Regions from separate parts of the Mus musculus genome. Here all the other regions are linked to region 4. A link is a contact called in public HiChIP or PLAC-seq and promoter capture Hi-C data. All regions are on one chromosome and are shown on one strand. The core of a region is the stretch at or near the end of the contact, and the rest is flanking DNA. Distances in the headings are between cores, read along the strand shown. Region 1 overlaps Fam20c (family with sequence similarity 20, member C). Region 2 has its middle 39 kb from the start of Gm30206. Region 3 has its middle 60 kb from the start of Fam20c. Region 4 holds the start of Sun1 (Sad1 and UNC84 domain containing 1). Region 5 has its middle 35 kb from the start of Gm38726. Region 6 has its middle 2.9 kb from the start of Gm30206. Region 7 has its middle 22 kb from the start of Gm30206.

The links. Promoter capture Hi-C pulls out the DNA fragments that hold promoters and counts their contacts. HiChIP or PLAC-seq counts read pairs in DNA pulled down with a chosen protein or histone mark.
Region 1: a promoter capture Hi-C map of liver shows a contact between it and region 4, with 2.4 times the contacts expected there. The contact joins the enhancer-like site here to the promoter of Sun1 in region 4. A contact is called at or near these places in 7 of 39 promoter capture datasets (the 3T3-L1 cell line, cranial neural crest, hippocampal neurons and 2 more), 5 of 115 datasets of contacts at active chromatin or transcription factors (bone marrow-derived macrophages, craniofacial prominence, embryonic forebrain and 2 more) and 2 of 9 other capture datasets (embryonic stem cells and macrophages).
Region 2: a contact with region 4 is called in an H3K27ac HiChIP or PLAC-seq map of extraembryonic endoderm stem cells, with 4 times the contacts expected there. The contact joins the enhancer-like site here to the promoter of Sun1 in region 4. A contact is called at or near these places in 12 of 39 promoter capture datasets (the 3T3-L1 cell line, 3T3-L1-derived adipocytes, the C10 cell line and 8 more), 2 of 484 Hi-C or Micro-C datasets (bone marrow-derived macrophages and embryonic fibroblasts), 28 of 115 datasets of contacts at active chromatin or transcription factors (the HPC-7 cell line, T-cell acute lymphoblastic leukemia, acute myeloid leukemia and 21 more) and 4 of 9 other capture datasets (adipose tissue, embryonic stem cells, liver and 1 more).
Region 3: a FOXA1 HiChIP or PLAC-seq map of pancreatic cancer cells shows a contact between it and region 4. The contact joins the enhancer-like site here to the promoter of Sun1 in region 4. A contact is called at or near these places in 5 of 115 datasets of contacts at active chromatin or transcription factors (T-cell acute lymphoblastic leukemia, bone marrow-derived macrophages, embryonic stem cells and 1 more).
Region 5: a FOXA1 HiChIP or PLAC-seq map of pancreatic cancer cells shows a contact between it and region 4. The contact joins the enhancer-like site here to the promoter of Sun1 in region 4. A contact is called at or near these places in 1 of 39 promoter capture datasets (hippocampal neurons), 3 of 484 Hi-C or Micro-C datasets (bone marrow-derived macrophages, cerebellum and embryonic fibroblasts), 6 of 115 datasets of contacts at active chromatin or transcription factors (embryonic forebrain, embryonic stem cells, large pre-B cells and 2 more) and 1 of 9 other capture datasets (adipose tissue).
Region 6: an H3K4me3 HiChIP or PLAC-seq map of bone marrow-derived macrophages shows a contact between it and region 4, with 4 times the contacts expected there. The contact joins the enhancer-like site here to the promoter of Sun1 in region 4. A contact is called at or near these places in 11 of 39 promoter capture datasets (the 3T3-L1 cell line, the HPC-7 cell line, the SN4741 cell line and 8 more), 1 of 484 Hi-C or Micro-C datasets (bone marrow-derived macrophages), 20 of 115 datasets of contacts at active chromatin or transcription factors (acute myeloid leukemia, bone marrow-derived macrophages, craniofacial prominence and 13 more) and 4 of 9 other capture datasets (adipose tissue, embryonic stem cells, liver and 1 more).
Region 7: a contact with region 4 is called in a FOXA1 HiChIP or PLAC-seq map of pancreatic cancer cells. The contact joins the enhancer-like site here to the promoter of Sun1 in region 4. A contact is called at or near these places in 23 of 39 promoter capture datasets (the 3T3-L1 cell line, 3T3-L1-derived adipocytes, the C10 cell line and 14 more), 3 of 15 datasets of contacts at CTCF or cohesin (the NIH/3T3 cell line, pro-B cells and stem cell-derived epiblast-like cells), 2 of 484 Hi-C or Micro-C datasets (bone marrow-derived macrophages and embryonic fibroblasts), 38 of 115 datasets of contacts at active chromatin or transcription factors (the 230-238 cell line, the HPC-7 cell line, the SCID.adh cell line and 25 more) and 4 of 9 other capture datasets (adipose tissue, embryonic stem cells, liver and 1 more).

What each region holds. Positions count from the first base shown.
Region 1 is chr5:138,789,266-138,793,190 of GRCm38.p6, forward strand. Fam20c (family with sequence similarity 20, member C) reads left to right here. Exons shown (of 10, transcript NM_030565.6): 4 at 3,922-3,925. Among named protein-coding and RNA genes, the nearest start is that of Gm5294, 29 kb to the right of the region's middle. Within about 2 kb of position 1,971, at least 3 of the 459 cell types and tissues checked have an H3K27ac peak or open chromatin away from gene starts, as enhancers often do. A contact at or near this core is called in liver, where this site is marked.
Region 2 is chr5:138,862,856-138,866,426 of GRCm38.p6, forward strand. It overlaps the pseudogene Gm31891. Among named protein-coding and RNA genes, the nearest start is that of Gm30206, 39 kb to the left of the region's middle. Within about 2 kb of position 2,201, at least 32 of the 459 cell types and tissues checked have an H3K27ac peak or open chromatin away from gene starts, as enhancers often do. A contact at or near this core is called in extraembryonic endoderm stem cells, where this site is marked.
Region 3 is chr5:138,693,194-138,697,073 of GRCm38.p6, forward strand. No RefSeq gene overlaps it. Among named protein-coding and RNA genes, the nearest start is that of Fam20c, 60 kb to the right of the region's middle. Within about 2 kb of position 1,743, at least 98 of the 459 cell types and tissues checked have an H3K27ac peak or open chromatin away from gene starts, as enhancers often do. A contact at or near this core is called in T-cell acute lymphoblastic leukemia, bone marrow-derived macrophages, embryonic stem cells and 1 more, where this site is marked.
Region 4 is chr5:139,198,998-139,203,000 of GRCm38.p6, forward strand. Sun1 (Sad1 and UNC84 domain containing 1) reads left to right here and starts at 1,640. Exons shown (of 23, transcript NM_024451.2): 1 at 1,640-1,702.
Region 5 is chr5:138,897,277-138,901,295 of GRCm38.p6, forward strand. It overlaps the pseudogene Gm31891. Among named protein-coding and RNA genes, the nearest start is that of Gm38726, 35 kb to the right of the region's middle. Within about 2 kb of position 1,300, at least 39 of the 459 cell types and tissues checked have an H3K27ac peak or open chromatin away from gene starts, as enhancers often do. A contact at or near this core is called in pancreatic cancer cells, where this site is marked.
Region 6 is chr5:138,826,130-138,830,131 of GRCm38.p6, forward strand. No RefSeq gene overlaps it. Among named protein-coding and RNA genes, the nearest start is that of Gm30206, 2.9 kb to the left of the region's middle. Within about 2 kb of position 1,927, at least 16 of the 459 cell types and tissues checked have an H3K27ac peak or open chromatin away from gene starts, as enhancers often do. A contact at or near this core is called in acute myeloid leukemia and bone marrow-derived macrophages, where this site is marked.
Region 7 is chr5:138,845,357-138,849,179 of GRCm38.p6, forward strand. No RefSeq gene overlaps it. Among named protein-coding and RNA genes, the nearest start is that of Gm30206, 22 kb to the left of the region's middle. Within about 2 kb of position 1,270, at least 22 of the 459 cell types and tissues checked have an H3K27ac peak or open chromatin away from gene starts, as enhancers often do. A contact at or near this core is called in pancreatic cancer cells, where this site is marked.

The DNA of each region.
Region 1 (3,925 bases), core at 721-3,220, 410 kb before region 4:
CCAGCAGGTAGGAGGGAAGAGGGCTTACTTAATTAAGTCAGCAAAAGTGGCCATGCAAGTTTTCTTTCCTTTTCTTTTTTTTTTTTAATTTTAATTTTAATTTTAAGACAAGATCTCAAGTAACCCAGAATGACCTTGAACCTCTGTTCCTCCAGCCTCCACCCCCGAAAGTACTAGGATCACAGGTGCTTACCGTCACACCTGGTTTATGTGGTACTGGGGATAGAACCCAGGACCTTATGCACGCTAGACAGACACTTTACCAACTGAGCCATGTCCTCAGCCCCGCACAAGCTGTATTTTACCTACAGAGCCCATGCAGTCCAGAGGAAAGTTGCTGATAGATTCCCCAGCTTTGAGGCTTTTCAGGTAGGTGGGAGGTAGTCACAGGCTGCCTTTTCAAGTCCCCTCTGCACAGCTGAACCTAGAAAACATCAGAGGAGTTTGTCTTAACTCCTGCTCTCTAAAGTCCCCCCATCAGCCTATTCCGTAGGGTGTCTGTGTGTCACACACATGTGCACATTGTTAATATACATGGAGTTCCTCTGTGTGTGTGTGTGTGTGTGTGTGTGTGTGTGTGTGTATGTATGACTGTATGCATGTGTCAGCATATGCACGCTTGTTGTGGGTGGTCAGAACTTAACCATCTCAGCCCTGCATGGACCCTCAGCAGCCACTGTGTGGTAGATATCCATTCAACAAGCTTATCAGTCTGTCGACACCCCCACTCTGGGAGAGAGGAGGCTGGGAACATAGCTCAGCCATTAAACTGCTTGCCTAGGCATGGACCTCAGAGAACACTGAGCACAGGCCCCGTACAGTTAGTTACAGTAGGCGGCTGAGACCAGGGAGGGCTGAGACAGATTCTTTCATCTTTCACTATAGGACATTGGGGTGCATATGTGTAACTTTAGCATAGGAAGTCTGAGACAGACAGATTCCAGGAGCTTTCTGGCCAGCCAGCCGGGCCAATTTTGTGAGTTCCAGGCCAATGAAAGACCTGAAAGGAAAAAAAAAAAAGAAAAGAAAAGGTGGATAAGGCTGTCCTGGTGGCATAAACTTCTACTCCCAGCATTTAGGAAGCAGACTCAGGCAGGTTTCTGTGAGTTTGAAGCCAGCCTGGTCTACATAGTGAGCCCCAGGACAGCCAGGACTACATGAGAATCTGTCTGAGAAAACAAACAATAACAAAAGACAAACAGATGGGATGCTCCCGAAAAACAACACTCGGGGTTTTCCTCTAGCTTTCACATGCACCCGTGTACAGCCACTGCCATTCCTAGTCATCAGCCCGTCAAAGTGAGTGGCCATTGAGCCATGGGCCCCTATTACCCCTCACAACGCACGCGAGCACACACACACACACACACACACATACACACACACGCGCGCATATGCACAGGCATGCACACACGCCTTCCCACACTGGCTTCTGGAAGACTAAGGAGGAAACGTTTGATCAAGTCAGGAAACTATCAGAGATAGTTGGCCACTGCCCACCACCTGAACCCCACCCAGGCCACTTGTGCATACCTTGTACATAAATCTAATCACTCAGCAATGTAGGGGGCATCAGCCTCACCTGCCAGTGTGACTGAGGACTGGGAGGGCCCAGCAACCTCAGCTGTGTCTCTGCAAGGAAGAATCTAAAGCTGGAAGGTGTGTGGGACTCCATTGTGGGAGCATCCAGGCCTAGGAGGCCCGAAAGTGCCCACTGATCAGGGCTGAGCCCCAGGACCACATCCTGGGAGGAGTTCTCGCTTGAATGTATGGCCCAGGGTGGAAGCAGGGAGCCGGGGAGGGTCCAGATTTCATGCTAACATTGCTTCAGACAAGACTTTGGGCAATGGCAGGCTAACAATTCCACATCAAGGTCAAATTACGTCAGCAGAGGGAACTTTGATTCTTGTGGAGTGACGGTGACCTTTCATAGCTACCTGGCTTCCGTATCTTTGGCTGGCAAGGAGACGGGGAAGGTCAAATGCCAGTCCTTCCAGGGTTGTCTCCTGCTCACTGTGGGAGGCAGGGGTGTTAGTGCCTAGAGAGGATGGGCGTGTGCGCGTGTGCACACATGCACACCACACACACACACACACACACACACACACACACACACACACACACACAGAGGCATGGTGCCAAGACCCAAGCTGAACAGCCTGTGAGTCCGGGATGGGTGCATGAGAGTCCCTGGCTAGCATTAAATGACCTTTGAACTTCCTGACTGAGAAAGGGCCCTGTGGGGACCTGAGGGTTCCCCTGTCCATTCAGCAAGCTCCCTGCTCTTCTCAGCTGCTCTCCCAGGGTCCTGAGAGCTCAGGGGTCATGCCCTTTGATATAGAAAGTGTCTTAAGTTGAGAGGCTTGCTCCTCTCAAGGGCTCTAAAGCTTCCCTGGTGCAGCAGAAGGCTTTCTGTGGTTGTGGATGTGAACCACACCAGGCCATCTGCCAGAGGGCCAGATGTGGCCAACGCTCACCACTTTGATTCCTCTGAGCAGGGACGCAGACATGACTGAGGCAAGTGCAGCCTCTCTTGCTCGGGAGCAGCTTCTGATGTGCCTGCTAGCATCTCCCTGCTCACTGCTCTTGAACAGCCCCAGATGGCCTGGCGTCAACCCTCCAAGACCTGCCATCCAAGAGAAGATGTCATGGCAGGGTTAGGCAGTGGGGCAGGAGTAGGAATTACCAGGAATCCTGGACCACAGTATGTGTTCTTTGCTGTGTGCTACCTCTGTTCCTCTGGGGCCAGGGCAAAAGTCATCACCAAATACCCAGCCTCACTGAATGAATACACAGCCATAGGAACAGAGCAACAGGACCCAACAGATGGAAACCCAGGGCCTGCTCTTTACCCAAATCCCCTACTGATGAAGTTTCTAAGTGTGGGCCAGGAAAAGCATGTGTCCTCACCTGGCACACAGTGTGTCTGCTACTATAGGGTGTTGGACCTACACTGAAGAATTCAGGAAACAGAGCAACAAAACGGACAGCTAAGAAGCCATGAGTCTTGTGGGGTTAGGGCCTTGAATGTGTGACACATTGGGAATTTAAATAATTTAGAGAGAGAGAGAGAGAGAGAGAGAGAGAGAGAGAGAGAGAGAGAGAGAGTGTGTGTGTACAAGCATGTGCAAGTGGGTACGTACATGTATGTGCCTGTGTGTACCTGGACTCAAGTCAACAGCAGGTGTCACCCTTAGACACCATCTACCTTGGATTTGTTTGTTTGTTTTAAAGTTAGGGTCTCACTATGCAGCCCTGGTTGACCTTGAACTTGCTTGTAGACCAGGCTGACCTAGAACTCACAGAGATCTGCCTGCCTCTGCCTCCTGAATGCTGAGATTAAAAGCATGTGCCACCACACCTGGTGCACCTTGGGTTTCTTTTCTCCTCGCTGGTTAGAAACTCACGGCGTAGGGTTGGATTGGCTAGCCAGTGCGCCCTGGGGATCCTCCGGTCTACCTCCCCCCAGAACTGGCTTTTTAAGTGTGGGTCCTGAAGATTAAACTCAGGTCCCAAAGCATTCATTTTAGTCATTTGAACCATCTCCCCACTGCCTATAATTTATTTTTAAAAGAAACATAGGCTTATTTATGGGGCCCGGGGCGGGGGGAAGGGGCAGTATGCATGCCACAGCACATGTGGAGGTCAGAGGACAATTTGTAGGCATTGCTTTTCTCCGGCCATGTGGGTCCTGGGGGTTGAAATCAGGTCTTCGCTTTGGCAGCAAGCATCTTTAGCCACTGAGCCATCACAGTCCCTTTCATTTAACCCTCGATGATGATCCTCTGACAGCTGATTAGCAGAACACCTAGAAATGGGTGTCAGCTTGAGTTCCAGCGGCACCCACACCTCTGCTTGTCCCCTCAATCCAGAGAGTCCCCTCTGTGACAGACTCTTCCTGTCTCTATCTGTGTTCTACAGGCAG
Region 2 (3,571 bases), core at 951-3,450, 340 kb before region 4:
TCTCAGTGATGGATTGTGACCTGGAAGTCTGAGCCAAATAAACTCTCTCCTGCCTATCTTGCTTTGGTCATGGTGTTTGTCACAGTAACAGAACACAAACTTGAAAAGTTTCCAGCATTATGTCCCTGCCCATTGGGCACCCCCAGCTCTGGATCGCTTCGAAGCAAATCAGACACCCTGAACACAAACCATGTCCACCAGGTGAGGCTACACCCATTTCCTCTAGCTCCCTTCCCCCAGCATGTCAGCCCAATAGTTCAGGGCTGAAGAGAAAGGAGACATGTGGGTTCTGCCTGGGTACTGCATAGCTGTCAGAAGAGACCCTAGGACATTCCTATAACTCCCCAATCTGGAAAGGCTCTGGTCAGTGTGGCCAGATAAACAGACAGACTGTCTGATAGGTCCTCATTGTGTGTCCTCAGCTTTGTCATAGACTCAAGGTTGCCCAAGGAAATGAGACCCGCTTCTACCTACTGACCTACAACAAGCTTGGACAGGGCAGTATGGGGTTTGTTGTGAGTCCTCAGGGTTCAGGGGAACATCCTCTTTGCTCTTGCCTGTTCTAGTGACCCCTCCTCAACTTTTTCAGTCATCAAATGATATCTTGAAGAACCCTAGCCCCCAGAGCAGGACTTGGTCACTACACTATGGTTCCTGCTTCAAAGGGTAATCTGCCCACTGTCCTCCCACAGGTGCCATGGTGTGGCTATTTCTGTGTTCTACCACAGCTTCCTCCCCCCAGGTGCCTGTAGCTATACATAATAAAGACCTTGCTCCACTGATGCCCAGAGCTCTGACCCTTCCCAGGCTCCTTGTTTACCAGCAGGAAAACAGGCCCAGCAGGCGGGTGGGGTGCAGGCCGTCCCTGGCCCCAGCTGTGGAGCAGCTGAGCTCACTGGAAACCAGCTAGGGACCTGAATGCCACTCTTGTCTGCTGGCCTGGTCAACAGCCTCTGTGGCTGCCCAGAGTCTCTATTGACTCAAGATAAGTTCCGGGGGCCCAGAGAACTCACTGTTTGGCCCAGTGTCCAGGCAGAGACAGCTGGGCCTGCTGAGTCCCATGCTGGGACCTAGTGGCCGGTATTGCCAGCTCTGCAAACACGCAGCTGGTCATACACTGTGTCCCTCATGGCAACACCTATCAGCTTCTTGTGGCAATGCCAGCCATGAGGTGGGTCACATGCCCTTAGAGCTCTGTCCAGAGCAGGTGTTGGAATGACGTAATATCTTGCCAGAGATGACTTGGTCTTCCGACTCTCACCAATATTTACATTCTCAGCTGTGCAGAAAATCTAATCAGACTTCCAGTGACACCTGCCAGGTTATGCCATATTGTTCCCTGGCTTTAGGCTTCTGGAGGCCTAGTAATCTGACAGGGGGTGGGGGGACCTGGGGGGAGTATGGGGGAAGACTAGGGCACAGCAGTAGGGACTCAGGGAGGAAACACAAGGCAAGATGGGCAGGCAGATGCAGCTCCAGCTTGCAGCCCCCAGAGGCCCTGGGGCTCCATCCACTCTGTCCAGAGCTAAACCAGGGCACATGTCCAACTTACTGAGGCTTGGATCAGAGACCAGCAAAAAAGAAAGGGGTATGAGGAAGTACTTTCTAGAAATTTCTTTCAGGAAAAATAGCAGGCCCCACCATCTAGAGCCTATGCAGCAACTGAATATGGTTTAGCAATTGCTGAACCAACTTGTCCCAGGTGAATGAATGAGTATCCAGGATGACCACAGGTGAGCACCCAGTATGAGCACAGGTGAGCACCCAGTATGACCACAGATGAGTGCCCAGTACAAAGGTTTTCTGAAAGGTCTTTATCCCCAAGGCCTCCACCCCTTGCTAAGGGAGGCTTTCTTGCTCTGCTCTGTCTGCTTGCCTCCCTTGAGCACAAACAACGGACAGAGTCACACAGACAAGGACCCTTGTGGGCTGTGTCTTCCTCAGAGACCCAGCATGGTCAATCCCATCAGCACACCTACAGTGGGCCAGAGCCTCTGAGGAACTATCTGGGGTTCCATTGGCCATTAGGAACTGGAGATAAAGCCCATCTATGTCAGAACAAATAAGGCGCTGAAACCAGAGAAGCCTGAAGAGAAGATAAACCCAGCATTCATGCGCAGCAGGGAGAGACTGTGTGTCCCCTACTTCCCGCATCCACAGTCCCAGCCCAGCAGAAACAAAGAGAACAGAGCCAGCCACGTTAATCATTACTGCTCAGCCCAGGGTGAGGAGAGCGGGCCTTTATTTGGAGGAGGAAAGGAGGCTCCACCTACCAGCCCCATGTGGTCCTCAAACCCTGGCCCTGTGCTGGCTCCTGAAACAGAAATACCCCTGCCCTGCACGCTCATAGCTGGCAACTCCACTGCACAAAGAACACTGCTCTAAGTCCTAAGGCCTACCCTCTCTGTGTGGTTACGGGGCAGCCCACCCAGGTAAGGAAGACACAAACTGATTGACTTGGTAGCATCATCCAAAGTTGAAGAATGGTGCTGTAGGTTTGCCCTGGATAGCAGCTGTTCTTGACCTGTCCTCGCCAAAGAAGCTACCATGCCACTGGGGCTTTCTGAATCCTGGGAGATCCAAAGTCATGTGATGCCATCCCCAAAACCTCCAGCAGCCATCAGAGGTGTGCAGCCTGTGCCAAAAGCCAGGCAGCAGGCTACAGCTGGCAGTCTCGATCTGGTCCCCTGCCCAGGCTTGAATGACTAAAGCCCAGAGTGAGGGCAGTACCTTCTCAGGAGCAGGGGAGAGCAGGAGAGAGGCTTCCCTCTGTCCTAGGAAACTGAGTCGGTAGAGTCTTCAGAGAGAAGAACTGAGGGACAGCTGACAGGATCCAGGAGGGCAGAGGTTCCTGCCTGGTGAGGGGCACCAGGGCTACAGGGAGTTGAGAGGCACTTTGTAGAGCAGCTGTGAAGACTAGCTCTGGACATGCGGTGCCTGTGGTCTACCCTGATGCAACTGCTGTTTGAGATGAAATAGACAGATTTCTGGGGAGATAGGGGTATGGCTGACCAGACTCAACAGAGGGAAGCTGGGAACACTGATAACGATGTAGAAATTCCTTTCCACCTAAACAAGGCACAAGGTCACAGGGCAGCAAGGGTGGGACCAGGCTCTCCATGAGAGAAGCAAAACCAGCAAGAGGCAGAGCCTTGTCGCTCCTGGAGACTGTGAGTATGTGCTTTCACATGCATCTGTGTGCGTGTATGTGTGCTTATGCACATGTGTCTGAATGAACACATGTGTGTGCTATGCCCATATCTATGCTTTCACATACATATACCTATATGCACACACACATGTACACTTGCTTGTGTACATGTCTGTGTCCATACACATGTTATCTGCATACATACACATGTGTGCTTGTATACATCAGTGCGTTTGTACACTTGCATATGCATACATATATGTGTTGTGTACACATCTGCATCCCACACACACATTTGCCTACACACAGGTGTATTTATGAACATATGTCTGTGTGTAAACATGTGTGTATGTATTGCTGCCCTAAGAAACTCTTTTCACCCCGCAGAAGCCATCCTGGGTTAGCTGTCTAACCGTGAAG
Region 3 (3,880 bases), core at 493-2,992, 510 kb before region 4:
CTCCAACAAGGCCACACCTACTCCAACAAGGCCATACTTCCTAATAGTGTCACTTCCTGGGCCAAACATATTCAAACCACCACAGTAGCCAAGAATGGCTTTGAACTCCTGATCCTCCAGTCCCCACCTTTAGAGAGCTGAGGTGTGCACCATCAGCCTGACTCTTAGTCTTTGTGGTGGTTTGAATAGATTTGAAACCTCCCACCCCATAGACTCATGTGTTTGAATGCTTGGCCCATGGGGAGTGGCACTATTAGGAGGTGTGGCCTTGTTGGAGTAGGTGTGACCTTGTTGGGGGAAATGTCACTGGGGGAATGGCCTTTGGCATCTCTACTCTCTAGTTCTGCCCTGTGTGGAATTCCTGTCCCCCCCTGGCTGCCTTTGAATCAAGATGTAGAATTCTTGGCTCCTCCAGCACCAGGTCTGCCTGGATGTTGCCATGCTTCCCACCATGATGATAATGAACTAAACTTCTGAAACTGTAAGCCAGCCCCAATTAAATGTTTTCCTTTATAAAACTTGCCTTGGCTATGGTGTCTCTTCACAGCATTGGAAACCCTAAGACAGTCTTTATGTTATTTTCCAATCAAAGCTATTTGGGAGTCAGTAAGAGGAAAGTGATTTCTGCACAACGTCTCAATTCCACATCATTGATTGAATCAATCTCTACTAATTGCCGTCAATACTCTCATCAACTGGAGGAGCCCGTGAGACTACTGTGGCCTGTGTTTTTTCACTGATGTCACTGATGAGTCTCACAGTGGTATCTCTGTCACATGACAGCCTCATGCTATGTTCATGTCTGAGAAGGGACAACTCCCCTTGTTATTCTCCAAAACAGCTTGTGTGGCCCGTTGAACCTTTAAACCCTGACAGAGCTCACCCACTCCCTGCTGCATCTCCACCTAGTCTGGGGACATCATTCTTTCCTCTGGAGGGTGTGAGGGTGTGACTGTCTCCAAACAAAGGCTCAGCTTTTCCTTCAGGGAGGTGGGGGGGAGGGAGTTCATTCCTGGGCTGTTGCTAGATCTAGGCTTGCATTAGTCTCTGTCTCAATGGCATGTGAAAGACACAAAAATCCTACCCAGTGTTAGCCAAGAAAGTAACAGCTCTGCCAGGCAAAGGCAACAGCTGCTTGGACTCCTGGGCTGTCTGTCACAGAAGACTATGTACTCAGGGCCTTAGCTGCCTTCCAGTGTGGATTGAACTGTGTAGATTCCATAACGTGGCAGGCACTCTCCTTCTGCCACCTGACCATGTGGCCTTGTTGGAGGGTCATGGTCACTTCCAACCACAACCAACCTCCCTTCTGCCCCTCTTTACCCTGCAAGTCCTGGGATCCTGGACAAGCATGGATTTCAAGACTGAACTGGTCCAGGAGAGACACACCCAGACAGTGTCCCCAGGTGACCTGGTGCCTCTGTGGAGCAGGCAGGAAGTGTTGTTCCCTAGCCACCCAGCCACCCACGGCCATCTGCTCGGCTCCCTGGAAACACCCCTGTGGTCTCCGTGATTACTCAGCAGTTTTGAGCTTCCTGTGTGGTGGGCCTGGTTTGTGTCTCTTTTTGCTCTGTTTGTTTGCTTTTTTATGTGTGTTTCAAAATTTCAAATGGTGCAGTGAAAAGGAATAGGAGGGATGGGCAGAACTCAGAATTATTGGCCAGTAAAGTGACTATCCACTAAGGCTAGGGATTTTCCCCCAGACTTCCTGTGGTGAAATTAACCCCCAGCTGTGAGACACAACTCTCTGGGAGCCAACTTAATCCCATTTTAGTGGTTAGAGGTGGGGCCTTGAGAGTAGAGTAGGATTTGATGTTGTCATTGGGAGGAGCCTCAGGCATGAATCCTCCTAGCTTTATAGGAACCTAGAGAGACAGAAGGAGTGCATATTCGTGTATGCACACACATATCCACACAGGGTGTTTTGCACCATTTGACCATGTGCACCATCTTGGGACTCCATATTGACACCAGAAAATGCTACTCTTAATCTTGTAACAAAGCCAGGACGAAAATAAACCTACTTATTGACCCATTCATTCATTCACTCATCCACTTGTTTTTGAGACAGGGTCTCTTGTAATTCAGACGATCCTCTGACTCCATATATATGGAAGGATGACCTTGAACTGCTGATTTTCCTGTACCCACTTCCTGAATGTTGGCAGTAACCACACTCGATTTGTCTTCTGCTGAAGATGCAAGCCAGGGTTCTGTGTATGTTAGGCAAGCACCCAACCAACTGACCTACATCCCCAGCCTAGTAAACCTGCCTTCATTCAAACCTATTCAATCTGTGGACAACAGAAATGGGACCCATGCCCCTTCTTCAGCTGGCCATTTGCAGGGATCCTTAAGAAAAACTGAGCTGCCACCTGTGTCTCTGACCCATAACTTAGACCAAAACCTGGAACTGATTCTCTTCTTTGGAGGCCATTCCAGTTCTCCATAGTAGAACTGGATACCCATTATGAGTCTGCCTCGAACTGCCATCACTCTCTCATCTCTGGGGATGAACATTGCTCAGTTGCCCCTTGCCTCTGGCTTCACCTTACTAGCTATAAAGGGACCAACTTCTCCTGGCCTAAGCAACACAGTCTCGGGGCATTCCTGGGCCCCAGGGATGCTGCTTCATTTTTAGAGAGATCTCACTTACCTCAACTAACTCAATCTAGAAACTTCTTCATAAACATACCCAGAGGTTTTTCTTCAAGGTGATTCTAGATCCCGTCTAACTGGCATTCAATAGTATAGTATACTGGTCAAGGAGATATATATATATATATACATATATATATACATATATATATGAATGAAGTAAGTGAGTTTATTGAGGTAGCTTGCGGTCTGTGGGCCACCTAGTCCAACAATGATAGTCTACTAAGGGAAAGTCTAAGAGCCCTCCTGTACTTGTTCAGTCCATGAGGCTAGATTTCTCAGCTGGTCACCAGAATCCTGGAGAAATAGGCTCTAACGCCAGCGAAGGGATGGACTTTCCAGCAAGAGCGAGGGCAAGCAGGCAAAGAGCAGGAGCTTCCTTCTTCTATGTCCCTTTTACAGGCTGCCAGGAGAAGGAATGGCCCGCATTCAAGTCGGATCTTCTCACCCAAAAGATTCAGTGTAAAGGTGGGTCTTTCTACTTCAGATGATTTAATTAAGAAAAATCCCTCACAGGTGTACCCAGCCATTTGGGTTTAAGTTAATTCCAGACACGGTCAAATTTGACAACCAAGAACAGCCACAAGTAGAGAGCATCCTTGTCTCTGCAAAGGGAGAACACGGGTTATCTTCAGTCCAGCATCCCCGCAATGGTATGTCAGCATATGCACACACATCAAGACACTGTTGGATGACCTGCTTACACCCACCCCCCAGAAGTGTCATGCCTTAGAGGGTGTGGCAGAGTCAAACATTCGGATACCAGAACAGGGGCTCTAGATTCGACAGTTGTAGCCCCAGTAATCCTAGAACTTAGAGGTGGAGGCAGGAGGATCAGGAACTCAAGGTCTTTTTGAGCTACATTATACCCTTTCTCAACAAAACTTGCCACAGGGTAAAAGAGTTTTAGAAGGCTAACTGAAGTTGATGTCACATAAATATTCTTGAGTTGCTTGAAACAGAGACATACCTTCAGAACCCAGATATGTCAGAGACCACATGCAGGCTCCCACTCTCCAAATGACCCTTCAGGCACAGTGGTTCCTGGAACCATGAGAGGTTCTAGAGTCGGTCTCCCTGGAAGGATGTCTATTCTAGAGACTCATGTCCTTGCTGGTTCACTCCTCCAAAGTACGGGCCGCCCCTGTCACCGTGTTCATAATATGAATGTGTGACTGAAGACTTGTTTATTTGGATTATTCAGACAGGCAGGTCCAGGCTT
Region 4 (4,003 bases), core at 390-2,889:
AGTCTCTCAACTTGCCAGTGGAAAAAATCAACATATTGTCAAACGCTTGCCATATAAGGAGGTGAGTGTGTGCATCCTGAGTGACTATCACAAGCTGCAGCAGCAGGCTATGTGGGCACATGCCTGTAATCCCAGCACTGGGCTGGAAAGAGAGGCATCCCAAGCCATCAATGGCAACAGACCCTGTCTGTGTGTAGATGTGTGCACATGCATGTGCCTTCACTAGTGTCTTTCCTTAGGAACCACCATCCACCTTGTTTTCTGAGACAGGATCTCTCATTGGGTTGGTTCCCATCAAGTTAAGTTAGTTTGGTGGCCAGCAAGCTCCAGGGATTCCAGTCTCTGCTTTCCAGCACTGAGATGACAAACATACAGCACTAGGCTTTTGGTTTTTTTAAATTCGTATTCTGAGATTGAATTCAGGTCTTTACGCTTACAGTGCAAACATTTTACTAACTAATCCATCTTCCCAGCTCCAGACCCTTTCTAAAAAGTGTAAAACCAGCCAGGCATGGTGGTAAGTGCTACTGGTCCCAGTGGAGGCAGGCAGAGCTACATAGCAAGTTCCAGGGCAGCCAGGACTACATGGAGACCCTCTCTAAAAAAAAAAAAAAAAAAAATTAATTAATTTTTTTAAAATGTAAAAGCCAAGGTCTGGAAGGATGGCTCAGCCATTAAGAGCACTTGCTGGTCATTCGGGGACTGTAGTTTGGTTGCCAGCATCCCCTTTTGGCAGCTCTGGGGCATTTGAGACCTTTGTAGGCACACACACACACACACACACACACACACACACACACACATTCATCATCCACTTAAACAGACATACACACAAACACACTTTTAGAAAAGAGTGAAAGCTAGCCAGCTGCCTGTGGCATATGGTAGTAATCTCAGTGCTTGGGAGGATAAAGCAGGAGGATTGTGGCAAACTGGAGGTCAGTCAGGGCTATGTCGTGAATTCTAGGCCACAGTGAGACAGTTAAAAAAGGAAAAACCAAGAGGGGCGTGGTGGCACACGCCTGTAAGTCCTGCTTCGCAGAGGCTGGCTTATCTCTGCGAGTTCAACGCCAGTCTGGTCTACAGTAGAGTTTTAGGGCAGTCAAGGTTACAGAATAAAACCCTGCCTATAAACAAAACAAATGCAATTCAAGGTTTTGCAAAACTGCGCAAGTGAGAGAGGGCCTGGTGGGTGGAGTCCCCAGGAGAAAAGGCTCTGGCTTCCAGCCCGCAGGGCAGGGCAGGGCAGGGCGTCGGAGGTTTCCTGCAAACGCTACGCGGGGACAACTGAGAAGAGGATGTGTTTGGGAGCCCACTGCTCCTTCAGCAGGAGTCGGATCTTCTGGGCCCACTGAAGCCCTGCCTGGAACTCAGCGCGCGCGTGCGCCTCTGCACAGAATCCTAATTCTAACGCCACCGGAGAGGAGCAGCCTCCCTAGGTGCGGCCCCTCAAGTCCCAGCGCGCCCGCTCCGCCCACTGACGCCACACGTCCCGCCCTTTCCCCGCCCCCCGCAGGGCCGTGGCGGGTCAGCGGCCTCCCCATTGGCCTGGAGCTTCAGCAGGCGCGCTTGGGATTGACGGACGTTCGCGTCGCTCCCGCCTCCGATCCCGGCGCGGCGCGCGATTGGCTGTAGATGTGGGGAGTCTTCGGTCCCGGGCCTGGGCGGTGCGGACGAGGCCTGAGGCGGCGGCGCGAGGCAGGTGAGCTGCGGCCAGCGGGCTGTAGGGGACGAGTAGGCGGGTGGGCGCTGCGGACTCCTCTCGGGTACTAGGGACTGTCTCAGGGCGGGCCGGGATGTAGGTTGCAGGGATGGCCCCAAGTGGGAACCGCCAACTGGCCACGACGCGCGTGACGCCCTTCGCGTTGCCAGGCCGCGCGCGCCCCGGCGCCCTGAGTCCAGTTGTCTCGTGTGCCCGGGCACTCTGGTTCCCCTTCGCCCCGGACCCCTGCGTGTTGGGTTCCGGGGTCTCCTGCCACCCGTCGAGGCGCACCCACGCAGGCGCCATCCCCGGGGCGCTCCCTTCTGGGGCACAGGTGTTGTAGGTGCGGCGATGGGCGCGGGCCCGGTAGCGAGTCCCTGGCCTGCACACCCTGCCACCAGCTTGTTATCCCGTGTTAGTTGCCTTCGCCCCCAGCCCGGCACGCAGGACGGTACCAAAGCTGGCCCGCTGGAGCTTTTTTGGATGCAGCCGGGGGGACCCGATGCAGTCAGCCCGGCGAACTTTGGTGCTCCCCGCTGTGTAGAGTGAAGTGTAGTCCTGCGGTGTGCGCTTCGCGCCTCCTGGACCAAATACTAATTAGATTTTACCATTCCGTCCATTGCACCGGTGTCGAATTTTAACCTGACTGTTCATACATTTTAGATCTCTCCTAAGGTCTTTTCTTTTTTCTTTCTGCGTCCCAACCTCATGTTCCTTTTCGGTCCTTTGTTTGTGTCAGGAGACAGGGTCTCATTTACGTACTTCTGACTGTCTCGGCTGTGTAGACCAGGCTGGTCTCACAAAGATCCAGACTGTGTCTGCTTCCTAAGTGCTGGGGTAAAAGGGATGTGTGCAACTAAGCTGGCATCTTGAAACAGGTCCTCAGATAGCCCAGGCCCGCCTAGAATTGACTATATAGTAGAAGATGATCTTGAGTTCCTAACCCTCTTGCTTCCACGTACCTAGGATTAGATCACAGGTGTGCACAGCCCTGTGGGTCCAGCCCTGGGTATGTTCTTGAGCAGAGTTGCAGTAATTTCTGGTTCTTCTCTCTTTTGGTTTCCTCGGCCAGGCCAGTCTTGAACTCTTTGCTTTTTCGAGACAGGGTTTCTCTATACAGCTCTGGTGATCCTGGAACACCCAGAGATCCACCTGCCTCTGAACCCAAGTGCTGGGATTGAAGGCGTGTGCCACCACTGCCCGGCTCAGGCCGGCACTTTTATAGCGTGCAGGCTGTGGAGAACTCTACCCAGGCTGTGGGGACTGGGCATGAGTCTATGCTCTAGTCACCAGAGGGTCTGATAGGATCGTCTGCCCTACCTTTTTGGTCGTTAGGTTTTTGTTGGGGGTAGGTCTTTGGTAGCTCCAGCAGGCTCTTAGTTGCAATCTGGGTGCTGTGCTTCCAGCTCCCCAGTGCTGGGGTCACAGGTGTGTGGTCCCATGTCCTCACTGGAGAGTTGGGCCAGAGATTTGGAGAGGTACTTTTTATTTCCCGAAGGTTGGCGGCCTCAGTTTATTTATTTACCCTTTGTTTTTCCTGGGAGAGAGCAGAAAGGGGATGAATGTGAAAGCCAGCTGCTGTGTGTGCTTGCGTGCGTGCATGCGTGGGTGGGTGGGTGACTCCCCTTTTAACTGTATACAGCGTTATGCAACTATCACCATTATCTAGTTCCACGGCTTTTCACCACCTTAAAGGTAAAGCCAGAGCCCACCCGCTTTCCTCCTCCCTGTCCGTTAGCTTCTGCTTACAGCCTGTGTGTGCGCCTGTTCTAGTTAACTCATTTAAGGCTCATCCGTGCTGTGTAGCATGTGCCCCTACTCTATTACTTTCTGTGGCTGAATTGTTTCCCACTGTATGGACCTATTAAATATTTAACAAATACTTTCTATCACATTTTATTCACATGAATGTTTGCTGAGGTCAGGGGACAATTTACTGGAGTCACTTGTTTCCTTCGCCTGTGTAACTCCTGGGGGGGACTAAACTCAGGTCATCAAGTGTGGTCGCAGTCACACTGAACCTCCTCGAAGGCCTTATTAAATCCTCTTTATCCACATCAGTGGATTTAGTGCTGCCAGGAACATGGGAACAAGTTTGTGTTTGAACACCTGTTTTCGTGTGTGTGTGTGTGTGTGTGTGTGTGTGTGTGTGTGTGTGAGAGAGAGAGAGATTGTGGAGGCCTAAGGTTGATGTAGGGTGCCTATCTCAATCATTCTCTATCTTTGTTTTTAATCTTTTTTTTTGTGTTTTGTTTTTTGTTTTCTTCAAGACAGGGTCTCACTTTGTAGTTCCAGCTGTCC
Region 5 (4,019 bases), core at 50-2,549, 300 kb before region 4:
ATTCATTACTCCTAGCATATGACAGGAGACAGGTAGAGCCCTGAGAAAGAGACTGGGGAAGAAAAAGAACCTGGGGGTGGAGTCAGGAGGTAAGAAATGCAACAAGCAAAATCATCCTAGATATGAGGATCACCCTAAAACAGGAAGTGGGGTCCCAGGGTAGAGGCAGGGCTGCTGAACAGGAAGTCAGGGAAAGAACTGATCAATGGCTGAGACCTGAATGATAGGGACCAGGTGGTATGTGGATCTGAGAGATGTGTGCAGCAGGCAGACAGCAGATGGGAGGTACAAAGGCCTAGAGCAGGAGAACACTGGGCATACAGATGTGGGTGCTAGGAAGGCTGGCAGAGTTGTGGGCTAGGTGTAAGTGGGTCAGAAAGATAGTCTGACCAAAGCTGCAAGACACACATACACATCAGCCAGGCAGTGGGCCTCTTGGGAATTCATTCCAGTTGAGCACAGTCCAGTTCTCTGCCCCTCTCCTCCCCCACCTTTATGGGACACAGTGATAGCCATGTTTGAGGTCTGTGGCGAAGGCCACACTTGTTCTGGTAGATTCATCTTCTGGAATCCTTTGAACCCAGCAACACTGGAATTTTTTCCTCTCAGAATAGAAGGGAAATGGCTGCCCCAAAGTTAAAGATAGAACCCTGTGGCAAGCCCCTGGTCTTGGGTAACATCTGTCCAGTTGGGCCAAGGAGAGGGTGTGGGCTCTGCTAGGCACAGTTCCTAAGCTTTGAGCAGCTCAGAGCACTGGACCAAGCAAGGTTCCTAGTCATGAGGCCAACACAAGCCAGTGTTGGGTTCCAACAGAGGACATCACTGTGGCCCACACTGTGGCCCACAGCTGTCCTGTTACAAGGGGTAAAGCTAGAGTCTTGGGCCTTCAGTAGACAGTGGGCTGCTTGCCACCGGGCCTCTAAAGTAGATGTGTGGAGCTCAGTGTTGGCTCAGGACCATTTTCCAGGTGGACATGATGGCCACAGGTTGTTAGAGAGCCAGCTGTACACAGAGCATGAGGCTACTGGGGGTCTTAGTCCGGAGTGGGGTCAGACTATAGGCCAAGGGGTGGAGCCCTGACACACCTCAAAGGAAATAGCGATTATAAACTGACAAGACAGATCCTCAAGTTTCACATTTCTAAGAGAGCCTGGGGGCCACCTGAGGATGGGCCCCAATTCCTCTGTGGAGTGGCCATCCCTGGGCGGGCAGGAACCGGCCCAGCCTGGGGCTCCTCTCACCTCCTGCATACCAGGTCTTAGACAGTGTGAGACTGCAGCAGGCCAGCTGGCCCCAGGACACAACTCCCCTGGTTTCCAGCTGTGGTGATCTGACCTACTGTCATCACAAGTGGGGACAAGTTCCCCAGCAGCTCCTGCTGGGGGCCCGCTGATCTCATTGCTGAGGAATGTGTATTTGTCTGCAGGGCACAGCTCGGGGTGAGGACGGGAGAGCTGGGATGGTGCCATGCAGCACTGCTCTGAAGCCAGGCTGTGCCCTCCAGAGTGTTGATGAGACCCCTCAGCCTTCGCCTGACAAGAGCATCGCCCTCTCACTCTGTGCTGGCAGCTGGAGCCCGCTCAGGTTTTGAACGAATGAGCATGGCGGCTTTCTCAGTGCACGAAGGGGCACCTGAGCTCCCAGAACAAACTGGAGGTGACAATAGAGAGGTTCTGACCTGTCACTTAGGCACCTTGGAATTCACTTCCCGTATATATCTTCACCCTGAGGAACCCCTTGCTTTGGTGGTCGGCAGCCCTGTCTGCTAGTGCCATTCTAGCTGAGGTAGAATAAGCCCCATGGGTAGGCTCAGGGGTCCAGTCTACCAGTGTCTGTAAGTAAAGGTTCCTATTGAGCCAGGGTTTCTGGGGCCATGAGTACTAGCCATCGCCCTCCAGGGTGACTGCCCATGGGCACTTATCTGTCAAGGGATGCCTTCATGAGTCCGAGCTCATAGACTATCCCAACCGACAAGGGGAAAAAAAAAGCAAGGTGTCTATTCAAAGCCTCAGAGTTGGCAAGACTCAAGCTTGGACCCTGAAGAGCTTGCAGTTACTCCTGTGGAGACCCAGGGAGGGCACATGGTCTCTGCAGATGTTTTGAGTAGAATGGAGCTGAGGAAGAGAAGGGAGTAGCTGCAGGAGCCATACAGATGAGTGACAGAGCCTGGAAGATACTGAGCAGAAGACAGAGCCCCAGGCCTCAGGCTGGCATCTCCTCCAGTGTCTCTTAGACAGGTAGTTTCTCTGCCACACATGCCTGTCACCACGCCCTCCCCACCCATGGCAGAGCCTGTTCCAAGATAACCAGGCTTCAGAGAAGGTGAATATTTCACTGCCAGCCCTGGGGAAAGGCGGGCAGGGCGTGTGGTGTCAGCCAATTGCTGAGGTGTCAAGAAAATGCTCCTGACATACCTAAGCTGAAGTCACAGGTGATGTCCTTACATCAGGGTTAGGAAGTGATACACAGTAGCACCAACAGACAGCATTTTCATCCTGTTCATGTGACATACATAAATAATCTTAGGAAGAGATGAAGGATATCGCACATAGTCCAAGCTGTATGTGCTTCCTGGGGACAGAACCGAGGACCTCACATGCTGCACAGGAACTCCACTGCCAAGGCACACTTGCCAGCCCCTCACTGGGGGATTCTAGGCAAGGACTCCACCACTGAGCCACGCCCCCAGCCCCTCCCTGGGGGATTCTAGGCAGGGGCTCTACCACTGAGCCACACCCCCACCCCCTCCCTGGGGGATTCTAGGCAAGGACTTCACCACTGAGCCACACCCCAGCTCCTCACTGGGAGATTCTAGGCAGGGGCTCCACCACTGAGCCACACCCCCAGCCCCTCCCTGGGGGGATTCTAGGCAGGGGCTCTTCCACTGAGCCACACCCCCAGCCTCTCACTGGGGGATTCTAGGCAGGGGCTCTACCACTGAGCCACACCCCCAGCTCCTCCCTGGGGGGTTCTAGGCAGGGGCTCTACCACTGAGCCACACCCCAGCCCCTCACTGGGAGATTCTAGGCAGGGGCTCTACCACTGAGCCACACCCCAGCCCCTCACTGGGAGATTCTAGGCAGGGGCTCTACCACTGAGCCACACCCCAGCTCCTCCCTGGGGGATTCTAGGCAGGAGCTCTACCACTGAGCCACACCCCCAGCCCCTCATCGAGAGATTCTTAGCTCTACCATCGAGCTACATTCATGAGCCTGTTTTTGTTTACTTGTTTGTCTGTTCTGTTTTAATGTGTGTGCATACGTTTGTGTTGAGTTGTGCGTGCATGTAGAGGCCAGAGAACAACCTTAGGTGTCATTCCGCAGGTTCCATATGCGTTGTTTTTGTGACAAGTTTTCTAACTGTCCTGGCACACACAATTAGTCTAGTCTGGATGATCCCCAGGGATCTGCCTGTCTCTTCCTCCTGGGCACGAGAATTACCCAGGCAACCATGTTTATCCCTTACGTGGGAGATCTAACTCAGGTCCTCATTTTTGCATAATAAGCTCTTTACCTCCTGAACTATCCCCCCACCATGGCCTGTTGCTGGACCTGGGACATACCAATTCAGGCAGTCTAGCTAGCCATCTTGCCCCAAGGAGTCTTTGTCTCTTCTTCCCAGGCACTAGGGTTACAGGTTAGCTGCCATGCCTTCCTGGCTTCTTATGTACATAGGTACTGGGGGTCCAATCTCTGGCCTCACACTTACACAGCAAGTGGTTCATCTACTGAGCCATCATGCCTGTTTTTATGCTCTTTACTTTGAGATGAACTCCTTCTGTGGCCCGGGCTGGCCTTGAAATCACTCTGTAGCAGCTCCTCTCTGTGTATCTGAGTTGACTCAGCCGTTGTAGTAGTGGGTGTGATTGTGCTGGAATTGATGCAAGGAAGGATCAGTTTAAATCCTAGCACCTTCCCACCAATGACTCAGGCAGCGTGGAGTCATACAACGGGCTGCACGTGTAAAGTTCAGAATTGATCTGCATGGCTTATAACCGATGCCCGAACAGTCCTGGCGAC
Region 6 (4,002 bases), core at 677-3,176, 370 kb before region 4:
TAGAATTAAAAGTAAAAACCAATCTATGGCAGGGCTTGGTGCTGCACACCTTTAATCTCCACACTTGGGAAGCAGGGGCAGACGGATCTCTGGGAGTTCCAGGTCAGCCTAGGCTACACAGTGAGTTCCAGGCTAACCAGAGCTGCATAGTAAAATCTTATCTCAAAAACATAACAAAACAAAAACCTGTTTTGATGACTCAGTGGGTAAGGTGTCTGCTTTCCTACATTGCACATTCACACAGTAGAAGGAAAATACCAACGCTTGAATGCTGTCCCTTGACATCCATGTACTCTGTGACAATCTACCCAAATATGCACAATCACACAGCATAAGTAAATGCAATATTGTGAAAAACAGGACATGCTATCTACTAGCTGAATCACTATTCAGACGATAAGGTGACCTGGAACAGTCCAGAACCCCCACTGTGGCTCAGCTGCTGGTCTGCTGCTGCACCATGACCAGCCACTTTCTCAGGAGGAGTTACATCAAAAAGGGGAAGAAGAAGGGAAGGAAGGAAGGAAGGAAGGAAGGAAGGAAGGAAGGAAGGAAGGAAGGGAGGGAGGGAGGGAGGAAAAGGAGGGGAGGGGAGAAAATGGAGGGAAGGAGAGGGGAGGACAGGGAAGGGGAGGGAAGGAGAGGGGAGGACAGGGGAGGGGAGGGGAGGACAGGGGAGGGGAGGACAGGGGAGGGGAGGACAGGGGAGGGGAGGGGAGGGGAGGACAGGGGAGGACAGGGGAGGGGAGGGGGGAGAGGAGGGGAGGGGAGGGGAGGGGAGGGGAGGGGAGGGGAGGGGAGGGGAGGGGAGGGGAGGGGAGGGGAGGGGAGGGGAGAAAAGGGCTTGGCCTAATGGCTTGTAATATGATTTTTTGTTGTTGTCCAAACAAACAAACAAACAATCTGTGAACAGTTTCAAAATTACGTTTTCATTTTCATAGTGCACAAAATGCCAGTCACATCCTGGGCAAAAAGTGCCTGGTCCTCACGCTGTCCCACTGTGCAGGAGGGACAGTCCCCAAACCAGTGCAGAGCTTGTGAGGCCCAACAGAAATTAACAGGCTCTTGTATGCACCAGTACAATTACATTCCGGCCAGCTTTAGGCGACTTCAAACCCAGGTTCCAAATAAGATGTGCGTTCACTGAACTGAAACACGGGGTATTAGATTTATAATAAACACAGAGAGAGGTCACATGGTGCTGCCATTTCTCAAGAGGAAATTAAATGAGAATGTCAGGACTTTATTCGGCTTGGCCCTGTGCTCTGTGTAGAATCCAGGTGACAAAGAAGAGCCCTCAGCTAAGGGTGATGCAGCCATCCCCATCTTCACCCAGCTTGGGGACCTGCCACATCCCGGGCTCTGTCACTGGACCTCTCGATGTAGTCCAGGCTGGCCTCTCACTTGAAATAATTCTGTCTCTGCCTCCAGAGCGTTGATATCACAGTTGGGTTTACATTTTCTTTTGAGACAGAGGTAGTCTTGAACCGGGGACCATCCTGCCTCTGCCTCCCAGATGCTCACAGTACAGGTGTGCACCACCACGCCCAACTTCAGGCTCTTTCTGTGTCTTCCTACCCCAATCTGCACTCAGAATAGAATCCAGAGCCTTACACCTGCTAGGCAAGTATTGTGACATTGATCTGAGTCCCCAACTCCCAGACTTTCTTTGTAAGTGTCAGTGGAATTCAAGGAGCAAGGGATATGTGACTGTTTTGGAGGCCACATATTCCATCCTCCTGGACCTCTTGCAATCCCTGAACTGGTGAGAGGACCCCCACTGAGAACTACTCTGCCCTCCAGAGCACATCTGCTGCAGTGCCCCCCAGGGCCTCCACCTCTTATTAACCTCGAATGTAGATGTGGTTGGTCGTGGCTGGAAGGAACTGGGTAGCTTTGCTCCCCAGACAGGAAGTTAGATGAGCAAGACAGCTCTTTCCTGACCAGGGTGACCTCTGAACTTGGGAGGCAGGGACAGCAGCTGGGACTCTGTACAAATCAAGGGATGGCTAAGCCACTGGAAGAAAGGCTGGGCACGGGGCACTGGGATCACTGCAGGAACCTAAGAGTCCAGCAAGGGACCCAGAAGGCCTTGCTAGCCTTTGCCTCTCTGGAAGGTCCCTGAAACAACAAAAGCCAGTCTGCAGGCAGCATCAGCCAGGGGAAGATTGGACCCTTCATGTGGGGTTTACCAGGAGAGTGGCCTTACCTAGCAACCTGAGTGAATGTTCTCTTCAGACAGGTGAAGCTGAGGCGTATGGAGATCAGTCAGGCCTCCACGTTCCCAGTCTAGCTGCATCCAAGTAGAAGAGATTTATGCTTTCTCCCACCCAGGCCACCAATTCCACTTGTCCCCAGCCAGCATTTCCTGGGTACGGAAGCTCTCACCATGCCCCTGTAATGCCTGAGTGCAGGTAGACTCAGCTGGCCGGGGGACCTGCATGTCCAGCAGAAGTGCAAGGGCAGGCCGAGTGGGTATACGTCCTCAACACCAGCACACAGGGTGCAGATCCAGGCACTGATACAAGCACACAGATTCACATGCTTGGACACACACAAGTGGAAGTGTATACATGTGCACACAAAAACACACAGCGATGCTCTGTCCTGCCCTAGGCCACAGAGACCTGGCCTCAGAAGGCTGTGTCCCTGCACTTAAAAGCCACAGGGGTGTTTATGAAGCCAGCAGAGAAGGAAGGCATTACAACAAGGGATTGCATCTGTGAGGCAGGAAGTGTTACAGCATACACCTATACATACACAGCGCAGACATGCACATCACACACCTGCAGTCACGTGTACGTACACACACATACACACACATGTAACACATTTGATCACAGACCAGAGGCCCAGCATGTTTGAAAAACATATGGAAGAGCAAGGATGGCAGCCAGGCCATCAGGAGGGAATGGCGTCTGGTCCAGGGTAGGCTGCTGGCTCTCTCTGACCTGCTGCTGTCACGTCACGCCTCCTGCCTCACACATGCAATCCCTTGTTGTAATGCCTTTCTCCTCTGCTCAGCCTCATAAACACCCCTGTGGCTTTTAAGTGTGGGAACACATCCTTCTCAGCCCAGGCCTCTGTGGCCTAGGGCAGGACAGAGCTTCCAGCCCAGGCAGGACAGTGAACAGCAACAGCAGTGAGCAGTGGGATGCTTCATCACCTCCCTCCATAGGTATGGAGACCTGCCTCAGAGACTTGTGGATCCAGGTGAGTGATTGGCTCTAGGGTCTGGGTCACACGGGACATAGGCTAAGAGAAGGAACAGGAGCACACTAGAAACAAATGTCCCCAGCTTCCACATCCTTGCCATCCACACTTCCTGGACCTAGGTCTGTCCCAACACAGGGTAGGTGCTGGAACGTGCTTTCCCTCAAAAGCCCTGGGCGCACAGATGTGGGTCAGTGTTTCCAGACACGAAGGCAGAACGAGCCACATGTGTTCAGAGCTTCTGAGACGTCTGGAATGATTTCTCGGTTTTCTGTTTAGATAAACTGACTGGGACAGATGTTGGCCTAGAATCTCCAGCCTCCAACTGTCCCCTGTCAGCTCATGGACCCCGGTCCACTGAGGCTGAAGGCCACTTGAGGTAGGGATTGATCTAAGACTAGGTCAGGAGAGCTAGGGGCAGGGCTGTGGCAAGGTCCAGTCCTGTCCACAGGCTAGACAGGAGCCATGCTCTCCCTATGAGCGGCCCCTTAGCTTCCTAAGACGGCCTGCTTTCCACTCCCAGCCCCATCTGCTCCCACAAACCTCAGATCACCTACATATACCCTCAGCCCTTGAAGCTTGTGGGATTTTCAGCCCTGACTCTGATTCTGAACCAATAGGGAGGCAGATCTGTCCCCATGCTACGGGTGAGGAGTCTGTCTGTCCAGCCCCTGTGACAACCTTCCCAGGCCAACTCCACCCATCTTCATTCTTTGCTGGTACATGACCACCCACACTGATTGATCTGTCAGCCCACATTCCCACCCTCACAGAATGGTTTAAGATCAT
Region 7 (3,823 bases), core at 20-2,519, 350 kb before region 4:
GCTAGTGTGGCCTACTTGGTGAAGTTCAAGGCCAGTGAGAGACTCAGTCTTGAACAAAAGGTGGAAGATATCCTGAGGATACCCCAGTCTGTACTCTGATTTCCAAATACGAGCCCCGTATATACAATTCCCCCCATTCATACTCTCACACACTCGCTAGGCATTTTTTGTTGTTGGTTTAAAGATTTGCTTCTTTATTATATATAAGTACACTGTAGCTGTCTTCTGACACACCAGAAGAGGACATCAGATCTCATTACCTATGGCTGTGAGCCACCATGTGGTTGCTGGGATTTGAACTCAGGACCTCTGGAAGAGCAGTCAGTGCTCTTAACCACTGAGCCATCTCTCCAGCCCCCACTTGCTAGGAATTAAAACTAGGAGCTTCCCCATGAATGTTCAGAGCAGCATCGTAAGAGTTCAAATGTAGGGACCACTCAGCACCCATCGACAGATGACAGGATACGAAAATGGCACACCACGCCACACTTTGGACTGCCACTCCTTCACAAGACAGAAATGTTCCATGGGCCTTGAGGACATTCGGTGGGTACAAAAGTCCACACACTGGGTAGGCTATATATGTGATGTAGCCAGAGAGCTAAAAGCCATAGGCTCAGTGGCCATCAGGAGCTGGGTAACTGCTAAAAGGTACATGGTTTCCTGTGTATGCATGTGTATGCACGTGTGTGTTTGTGTGAGTGCGTGTGCGCGTGCGTGCGTGTGCGCGTGCGCGAGCATGTGTGTGGTCAGGATACTGACCACCTTAGTTTTTGAGACAGGGTCTTTCACTGAATTTAGAGCTCACTGATTGAGCTGAGCTGGCTGGCTGCACAGAGCAGCTCCACATCTTCCTTCCTCTGCTTCCCTGAGCTGGGATCCCAAGCATGTGCCACCATGCAAGCCTTTACACATATCCTGGGACCTGAACTCAGGTCCTTGTGTTTATGCAGGATGCTTTTCTGACTGGGCTACCTGCTTAGCCCCTTAGTTTCTTTGGGGGAGAGAAGCTGTGTGAATGTTGTGGGAATGGCTGTGTAGCACCATCAATACACCGAACACCGTGGGACTGTATGCTTTGAAATTGGTGAGCGTCCATCAAGGGAGTTGCATCTGAATACTGAAACTGCGCACACCCGACACTTGTGCTGTGTGACCTGAGATGAAGTCACTGCTGTTGCCCTTGGCTGCTGCCAAAACAGCAACCCTGTCACCTCCCAGCCAGCTTCCTTGTGCCTTGAACAGGGGCAATAAAGCCTTACTCACACAGCTGGTAGCGTGCCACCAGAGCAGATAAGGGCCGCCTTGCCCTGGGTTTTTATGCTCAGTAACTGAGATAATGTGAAGAATGTAACACCAAGCTCAAAAACAGGGCCATTTAAACAGCGTCCTGGCCGGGATCCCATCACACCTGTGGGTGATTCCAGCTCAAACCTGGCAGTTGGCCCTGAGCCTCATTGGCTCCCACTCCCTGCAAATCCCCAGCCTTTATGGTGAACTCTAAAGCCACTTCCAGCTTCTCCTGAGCCTTTCACCCCAGAGTGCATCAAGGCCATGCACCTGTTACGTGTTCCCCCCTCCCACCAACCTTCTTGCTGCCAGGGGACCTTTGAACTTGGTCATGCCCCATGCCTTCCCCTTAATAAAAATTTCTCACCAGGTGCTTAAAATAAAAGCCCATTTCTGCAGCTCTTCCCCTCTAGGTCCCGGGCGTTCACCTCTTCTCTCTCCTTCTCTCTGTTCTATGCCAAGGCTGAGGGTTCCGACTCCAGGGCCTTGATGTTGCCTGATCTTCAAGTCACCCAACATGCAGGGCAGCAAAGGCATCTTGTGTCTTCTCACTTAATTTTTAACTGATTAACTTTTTAAAAGACGGGGTCTCACTATATAGCTCTGTCTGGCCTAGAACTTGCTATACAGACCAGTTTAGCCTCACAGAAATTTGTATTCCTGCCCCCCTCTCCCCAGATACTGATCTGCTTTTTGTCTTTGTTTTGATTGTTTGTTTTGTTTTGTTTGAGATTGGCTCATATGTAGCCCAGGATGCCTTCAAACTTGCTAAGTAGCTGGAGATAGCCTTGAGCTTCTTGCCTTGAGCTTCTTATTCTCCTGTTTCCACAATCCCAGTGCTCAGACTCCAGGCTCCGGGGCCTCCTGCATGCTAAGTAAGATACATTACCAACTGAGCTACAACACCAACCTCTGTTTGTTATTTGTTTGTTTGTTTGTTTGTTTGTTATTTTTCTTAAGACTGGGTCACACTATGTAGCTCAGGCTGGCCTGAAACTCCCCATCCTCCTTTCTCGGAGGATCACAGAAGAGCATCCCAAGTCCCACACCCTGTAATTTCTTTTGAACTATACTTCCCAGTGAGGAAGCGCTGTGGCCTTAAATCATAGGATTCGAGCGAGGGCATTCATTACTGCACACTTTCTGCACTGGCTTCCTCCCCAGGAGAATGCAACTCCACCCACAAGCAGGCCTCCATCCTTTACAGCTCTCAGCGGAACTGATGCGCTCCATGGGGGGCCAGACCACCGAAAAAGTCACTAAGGCCACGGCCACGGACAGAGGAGGAGGCGTGGGGACTCACTTTCCCCCATTGCTATCAAGGGGTTGGAACCTCCAGGTGCAGCGCTGCTTCTGCCAATTTGCGGTGTGCCCAGTTAAAAAGCACTGTTCATGAGTGGATGTCAGGCCCAGTACCAGCAGGACTTTAGGGGTGCCAATATCCTCCTCAAAATACACACACACACACACACACACACACACACACACACACACACACACACACACACACACACACTTAACACATGTAACCCCACCCCAGGGACTCCTCGTGCAACAGCCAGGAGCATGCGCACATCTGCAACGCCAAAGTCCAGTAGAAAGGGTGCGTGGCAGACAATGGACACCAGGTGGCAGCAGAGGGCTACCCATAAACCAGGCCCAGGCAGCTCCAGCTGCAATGGCAAGGCCACTCTTACAAAACAAGCCCCTTGGGACATACATCCTAAGCCACCCGCCCGATCTGGGGTCAGTAAGGATGAGATGATAGTGGAGGGGAGGGGGAGGAGGAATGGCTCTTCACACCAGGGTGGACCCACAAGCCCGCCTGCTTTACTCATAAGGCCTCTTTCAGCAAGCCTGGGAGTTAGGGCAAACAAACAGTCTTGTGGGAACACAGGTAGTGGAGATCCGGAAGGAACATGGCAGATAGCCTTTGAGTGGGATGAGATAGCCTCTCATGAAACGCCAATAGGGTCAAAGCTTGTAATATCCACCCGAGTTTCCAACCTGAAAGTGTGGCTACTGTAGGCAAAGTGAGTATTCACCGTAAAGTTAGCGCCCCTTGACACTTGGCCTAGGAACTCTGACCCCAAGGCCAGATGACCTCCCAAAGACCTTATGGACACTGACACATAACCCACTGGGTTCTGGCCCAGGAAGGAGAGTTTGATCTGTTCCATTCTCACACAGAGAATCACAGTGGGATCCATGGTCAGGTGTATCTTTGACCTTGCAAAGTTTCTAAAGACCTCATCCCATAACTTCCCTTGCTTTCTAGAAGGGCTTGCCCAGGGGAGTATGGAGGCTGTGAATGGCAGGCTCAGACCCTTGCCGCCAGCTTCTTTACCTCTCTTTATTTACCCTTACATCTTATTGTGCCTCTCTGAAGCTCACTTAGGGTCTCTGACCCAGGTTGGAGCTCAGAGCAGCCTCTGGACTCACTCTCTGCTTGCCTTGAGGCACTCCCTACTAACTGGGACCTGAGGGCCTGGGAGAGAGCGAAGGGTCCCTGAGTCCCTGCCTCTCCTGCTGA